Regions from separate parts of the Rattus norvegicus genome. Here region 2 is linked to region 1. A link is a contact called in public Hi-C data. All regions are on one chromosome and are shown on one strand. The core of a region is the stretch at or near the end of the contact, and the rest is flanking DNA. Distances in the headings are between cores, read along the strand shown.

Evidence for each region. Hi-C and Micro-C count contacts between places; a contact is called where the count stands out from the background.
Region 2: a contact with region 1 is called in a Hi-C map of frontal cortex, with 2.1 times the contacts expected there. The contact joins two enhancer-like sites. A contact is called at or near these places in 2 of 12 Hi-C or Micro-C datasets (frontal cortex and prefrontal cortex).

The regions. Positions count from the first base shown.
Region 1 is chr3:113,648,295-113,651,661 of GRCr8, forward strand. All of the region lies in intron 2 of Mpped2 (metallophosphoesterase domain containing 2), which reads left to right. Among named protein-coding and RNA genes, the nearest start is that of Mpped2, 14 kb to the left of the region's middle. Within about 2 kb of position 1,872, at least 3 of the 93 cell types and tissues checked have an H3K27ac peak or open chromatin away from gene starts, as enhancers often do.
Region 2 is chr3:113,723,499-113,726,865 of GRCr8, forward strand. All of the region lies in intron 3 of Mpped2 (metallophosphoesterase domain containing 2), which reads left to right. Among named protein-coding and RNA genes, the nearest start is that of Mpped2, 90 kb to the left of the region's middle. Within about 2 kb of position 1,708, at least 13 of the 93 cell types and tissues checked have an H3K27ac peak or open chromatin away from gene starts, as enhancers often do.

The sequences.
Region 1 (3,367 bases), core at 622-3,121:
ACTCAGTGAGGAAACTTTTCAAGAAGTGTTTTAAACCCATTTTGAGAAGGCAGCAGGGGGGGTACAGTAGCAACCAACAGCTGTCACACACACTGGTAGTGTTTTAGGGAACTTGGATTCAGGTCTTACTGGGGTCACTAACTCTGGGATCTTCAGGGAGCAAGGTCTCTTTGAGCTCTGGGCTGCTCACTAGCTACCAGGCTACATGGCCTGGAATATCCTCCTTTTTTCTAGAATTCCTGTTTTGAAAGAATATTGGTGGGAACATTGTGGAGCTGCTGTGTGGGGAAAAATAGTGATCCTGAGCTCTCACAGAGGGAGAAGTAGAATCAGTGAGCAAGTTAATGTCTGGGGTTCAGAAAGATCACTAATAAGCATAGACATTTATTTATTTTTTACTGCAGGCTGGACTGTGCTAACTGCAAAATCTCAACCTAGCCTTCTCTCGGAAAAGCACTTTCTCTAACTCTTAATGCAGGTTTATCACTGGCCTGCATGCTAGCATGACCATAATTTACAAAAGGATTTTCAGTCTGAAGTTTGCCTTGTAGATACTTTTTAGTTTACACTCAAACAAAAAAACAGTGGCTTTCTTTCTTTTTCTCTCTCTCTCTTTTTTTTTTTTTTAAGATAAGTTGTTTTTCTATACACACCCCCAGGGTCCCGTCTTGTGATCTGTGACAATTGGATTGCTTTTTTGAGCTAACTTTCCCCCTGATCCGCAGGTCTCTTTATTTGTATTCAGTCAATAAAGAGACAATCTATTGGGTGTTTTGTCCACCAGGATTTATTCTTCAGAACCTTGGGTGTACGATTGTGTAACTGGGTGGAAATATTTTGCCTTTCTTTGGCTACTGGGCTATCAAGGAGGGAAAATAATTTAAAAAAAAAAACAGATCATATCTGAGGTTAGATTTGGATTTTTTTTTTAATTTGTGTGTATATGTGTAGGGGGTAGAGGGAGGAAGTATAAGCCAGTAAGAAATATGGTGCTTTCTTAGGAACAGTGTCTGCCTCATTGATCTGCTGTTCACCAATTAGCTCACCTGGTTGGCCAACCAGCCCTACAAATCCTTCAGTCTCTGCCTCCCCAGTGCTGGGATTACAAGCACGAGTCCCCGTGCCTGTCATTCTTATATGGATTCTAGAGATCACGCTTGTGAGAGAAGTCTTTTCCTCTGAGCCATCTCCTAAGCCCTGGGTTTGTTAGTCTGTCTTTGTTTGGTGACAGGCTTGTCATGTATCTCTGACTGACTGTCAGGTCCTGATACCTGGATGCTCACAGGTCATCACAGATAGTCTCAATCAGTTTCTCTCTCTCTCTCTCTCTCTCTCTCTCTCTCTCTCTCTCTCTCTCTCTCTCTCTCTCCTCCTCCTCCTCCTCCTCCTCCTCCTCCTCCTCCTCCTCCTCCTCTTCCTCCTCCTCTTCCTCCTCCTCCTTTACATTCAGACTTTCTTTCATCTTCTTTGTCTGAGACCCTGTAATAGAGGATGAAATAAATATGTAGGAGATGACTTCAGCTTTAATTCTGAGAGTTTTAGAACTTACGAAGGTTTGCTTTTAAGATGTAAAGCAGAGCTAACACTGCCCATAGCTTCATACACTCTGGGCCATTGTAAATCGAAAGGGGCAAAGTTTACTGCACTCTGGAAGATCTGTGTGTGAGCATGTGTCCTCTCCTCTCGGGATTTTCTTAGCTCCCGCTTCCCATGCTGTTTTACCTTTGTGACTTTCATGGCCTCCTGGTATGGGTAGGCTATACCGCACTAGTATAGATGCTTGGCAGACCATCGTGTCAGTCTGTCTGTCTCGCTTGTTGAATGTAAAAAGAAAACTTTCAGTCTGTGTCTGTGTGGCAGCACTGCCTAGAGCAAGTGGTTGGATTCGTGAGACCTTGCAGTATTTGGGTTCACATGCTTTTATTGTTTGGCTTTGGAGTTTTTCCCCCTTTAGTTTCTGTATTTTACAGCGAAGGGGGTGAGAGGCATATGCGTATAAGAACATGCGTTTTTGCAGTGTTTTCCGGTTTTCCCCTCTTACTGTAAATCAGAAATACAAACTAGTCTAATATATGTTTAAGGTTTTGTCCCATTTAGTCTTACATGTTTTAAAAAAGGAAATGGACAGCTAAGGCAGGCAAGATGGCTCACAGGATAAAGGCGCTTGTGACCAAACCTGACCACTTAAGTTTGGCATCCAGCAATACGTGTTGAGAGGAGAGAGCGATGCCTCAAGTTGTCCTCTGACCTCCATAAGCTCTCTGTGGCCTGCATGCGCCCCATCCCATCCCACCCCACCCCCATTAGAGAAATTAATAAATGTAAGAAATGTATTGAAAATGGAGAAGCAAGTTAGCATGAGTGCTCAAGAAAGTAAACAGAGTTTTAGTGCTGAGCTTAGAAATCTCGGCACGAGCAAGTGTTATCAATGTTCCAGGCTTGGCTTCCTTAAAAGAGAGCAAGACTCTAGTTCATCACACGGACTCTGCTCAAACCGATTTATTTCTTATACAGACAGCATATGAAACTTTCCAGCTCAAAGATTTAGTAATTCTTGGATGACTCAGATGCCTTTTCCCATCTTGCCGTGGGCTATTTTGGCATTGACACGGATTGGCTTAGCGAGAGCTTTACTCTTACTTGGTTTTAGGGATCTGTGTCTCGGTCCCAGGATTCAACCCCTTTACAGCCGTGCACATAGTTTTAAAATGTGTTTTGAACAAAGACATATAGCTGAAATCAAGAAAAATTAGCTTCACTAGCTAAGCAGCCTAGCATGCTTTCGTAATTGTCTGAAAGATAGTGCCTTTGGCTGTGAACAAGGGCGTTTAACAGCTCTGTATAAGTCTTGAGCTTTGGGGGGAAAAATCCCCATTTTGTTTCGATTGTATTTGCTCTAACATTTAGAGATACTATGAATCCATCAAACCATATTGTGTGTGTGTGTGTGTGTGTGTGTGTGTGTGTGTGTGTGTGTGTTCGTGCATGATTGGGAGTATAGGTAAGCATCTGCATTTATTTAAAGACTCCAGGTCATATCTACTTTATTTTATTTATTCATTTATTTAGGCAAAATTTCTCCCTGTACCTATAGTTTACTGACTGGCTCTGGCTGGCCACCAACTCTCTGAGGATTTGCCTCCATGCCTCAGCGCTAGGCTTCCAACCGTGCTGCTGTGCCTGGCTTACACGGGCACCGTGGCTCAGAACTCAGATCCACATGCTTGAAGAGCAGCAGGCACTTTATCTCCCGAGCCATCCTCCCACCCAGTATTTGATTTTATAATTACAAAAATCCCCACTTAACCACCTCGTATTTGACGCATTCTATTCTTAAAACTTACTCAAGTGTTTGTATATTAGTCCT
Region 2 (3,367 bases), core at 458-2,957, 75 kb after region 1:
ATATAAGTTATTAGAAATAGAGGACGGGAGAGCGAAGACTAAGGAGCCAAGAGCCCCTTTCTTTTCCCTCCACTGTCCATGTGGTTGGCCATTCTGAGAATTGAAGAGAAAATAGCCAAATTTTACAGTGGCTGCTTCGGAGGATCGAGCTCCAGCTGGCGGGGGCAGTCGTCCTTCCTGTCATCACTCTCTGTTCCTTTCAGAGGACAGAGTTACACTCTGTAGCCCATGTTGGACTGGATGCTGGCATTGCAGGCCTGAGCTAACACACTTAGGCGTGGATCTCAGTAACGGGGGGAACACAGCATGGTGTCTCTGCTTGCTTATCAATCCACTATTGATTATCTGAAGCTGTACTCCCGACTGATGCTGGGATCCTGTATTTCATTCATTCATTCATTCATTCATTCATTCATTCATTCATTCATTCATTCGTTACTTATGTAGCATTGTTGCTATACCTCCAGTTGACCTCTACTGTTGTTAATTCAAAAGTGTTCTGACAGTAACATATGTATTTTCTTACCTGCGTACACATATACATCATCTATTAACATATTGCATACTTGTGTATATTATGTATATTTTATTACATATATACATGAAAATGCTATATAGAACACACTGACATTAACTTTCCAACTATGCATTTATAATACACACAGTACTTAGCATTGGGCCGAGAATTCCTCCTAGAATAATCCTGTCTGTCGTTCCCAGAACACGCTGTGTAATTCCACTAATTAGTTCTTCGGGTCCCACGGAGCAGGGATTTCTCCCGCGTTAGGAAAGCAGAATATGGCCTCCCTTTTTATTCAAGCGGGTTGGCCGAGATGGCCTGATCTGAGTAAAATGGATAAAGGCAGGCACCTCTTTGTCTGACAATTTGAAAGTGATGCTATTTGAATACTAAGAAGCTTGAGGTCTGACTGCGGAGCCTTCCAAATTAATCTAGTCTTGTAGAAAGAAAAAAAAGCAAGAAAGAAAATGCCATCAAGTAACAGGAGATTTGTCAGCCGCCCTGCTTACACTTTTCATATAAAACAGAAAGGTTGGCAGATTATAGATGAAAGGTCAGCTCAGCAAAAAAGAAAATCTGTCAGACAATCTCATAACATAGGTAACCCAGGGCGGAACTTGGAAACGGCTATTGGATTCTCAGAGTGAGATGAGTCTGTTGGCGGCGTGTAAATATCATCACTGTTCCTGTGGCTGTTCATTTCGGTGGCTCCTTCTCTAGCGGAGTCCCTGAAATCTGATTTAAAAGACACAGAGGACGATTGTTTTCCTGAGGAGGATTTACTTCGCAGAAGTTTCACCTTTTATTTCTTGTTTGTTTGTTTTGAAGAGCTAAAGGGGCGGGGTGGGGGGAGTACTTTGATTGCCCAACGTCTCAGACTCAACCCTACTGAACCAAAAATCTGAAAGGGAATGGTGAGAATTCACCCTCTCTTGCAACAGCAGTCTACTCAGAGTTTCCAGTGCGTCCAGCAGCACTGACAGAGGAGATAGATGGCCACAGTGTGATGTGAGTCAAGGTCCGCTCCGGCAGGACCTGCCTCAGGACACCGAGCTGCTCAGGAAAGCATTTTTAGCTTGTTCTGACCTGAGGAACCCAGATGAGTCTGTGGGTGCATAATCTAACCACCGTCTGCAGTAGTCTCACTATATCAGCAGGAATAGTGCCGGGCCTTGTTAATCTGTCTTTCATGTGTGCTTCAAGTGCAGGAATAGTCCAGAATAGCAACAACATTCTAAGGCCTGCACAACACACATCATGCTCCTAATTGCCCAACTTGCATGAGCATGCCTCTGAGAGTGGCTTCCTGCTCCCACCACACTCTTCCTTCACCACAGCCCTGCCAGAGGTGTGTCCCACGGCAGTGTGTGCAGGCCGTCTGGTAGCTCTTGACTCTTGGCCTCAGTGCTTCTGATTCCCTTACTCCACAGAATCGTTTTCTAGCATTGCTTTTACCTTCTCTCGAGCCTTCCCGTTACAGCGCATGCTATTTATGCGATTTTATTACCCTTAGAAACTGAAAAATCAGGGGCTGAAGAAAAACAGCAATGTTAGAAAGTGCCACCACTGTCTCAGAAAAAACACTTGTGCTAGCAGCTGCATGTGCTTCAGGCTGCTTGCAGGGTGGGCACTCTACAGTGCCCTCTTTATCCAGTGTCCTGCTGAAATCCAAGCGCCAATGGCAGAAGTTGCTACCACTCCCAATAAAAACTCTCTTCCCACTAAAGCTTCCTTAATTAAATCATCAGCTCTGGCTTGCCGGTTAAGGATCAATTCTTACAAGAGTATTATTCTCTTTCCTGCTCAGGGTAACCTTAATTCTCTCCAGAATGGCAGGCCACATTAATTTTGCACTGGACCCAGGAGTCTCAGTGAGGTGGATTCTGTGCGCCATCCTCCCACCCTTATTTTCACTCCAAAATAAAATAAAATGAGCAATCGCCCGTCGGCGAGGTTTGAGGGATGGGTAGCACAGAGCAGAGAAAAGGATTAATCTGAGGTTGGGGGCGGCTGCCCGGCTCTATCTCCCCTTGGAAATTTGGTTCTTATAGCATCCCAGTGAGTTATTAATATGTATGACCTGTACTTTATTCAAACATTATAAATCTATGCAGAAGTCTGGTGTTTGGGTTTTCCTTTATAGCTTTCATTCTTCTTCCCAGAATTATCTCATTTCGATCGGGAAACTTTTGCATAAAGAGCGCGCGCACCGAGAACTCACATTTCCATAGCATAAATATTAAAGGGGGAGGGGGGCTAAGCTTTACAGTTTCTTCTCCCATCCCAGCGGGAGGGAAGTTGCCCTTCCCATCACCGGCTCTTAATAATCTGCTTACTCAGAAGCCAACAGGTAAATGTAAAATTAGGCTTGCCACCTGACATTGTAGGTTGCTTATCTGGACTTGCGATGCTCTGTTGAATGCTTTGTTTGAAGGGTGCACCAAAAACCTAGCACCTATACATGCTGCTAAAAATACTTGGTTGTCTTAATTTATTGAGAACCAGACTGAGTCCAAGCCTCCCCTTTAGGATCACCGTCCATCTTTACCCAAAACAAAGCAAAAACTGGATAACTGTGTATGGAGTCGTCACGGTGGATCTGTAAAATCCAGAAAGAAACGGGACTGAAAAGCTTGATGTCCTCTTAGCCGCTGTTTAGCTCCATCCGTATAGCTTCCTATTTCTGCTTTATTTTAATTTTTGGTAGCATAAAAGAGTAGCCATGAATTTTGGTTTACACGGAAATGGAAATGTGTGAGTATTTCATCCGGGTGAGCTGTCTGCTAATCAACGGTCTTGGCTGCTGTATTCTGTGATGGGAAATGGACGCGCTAATTGGTGCTTTTT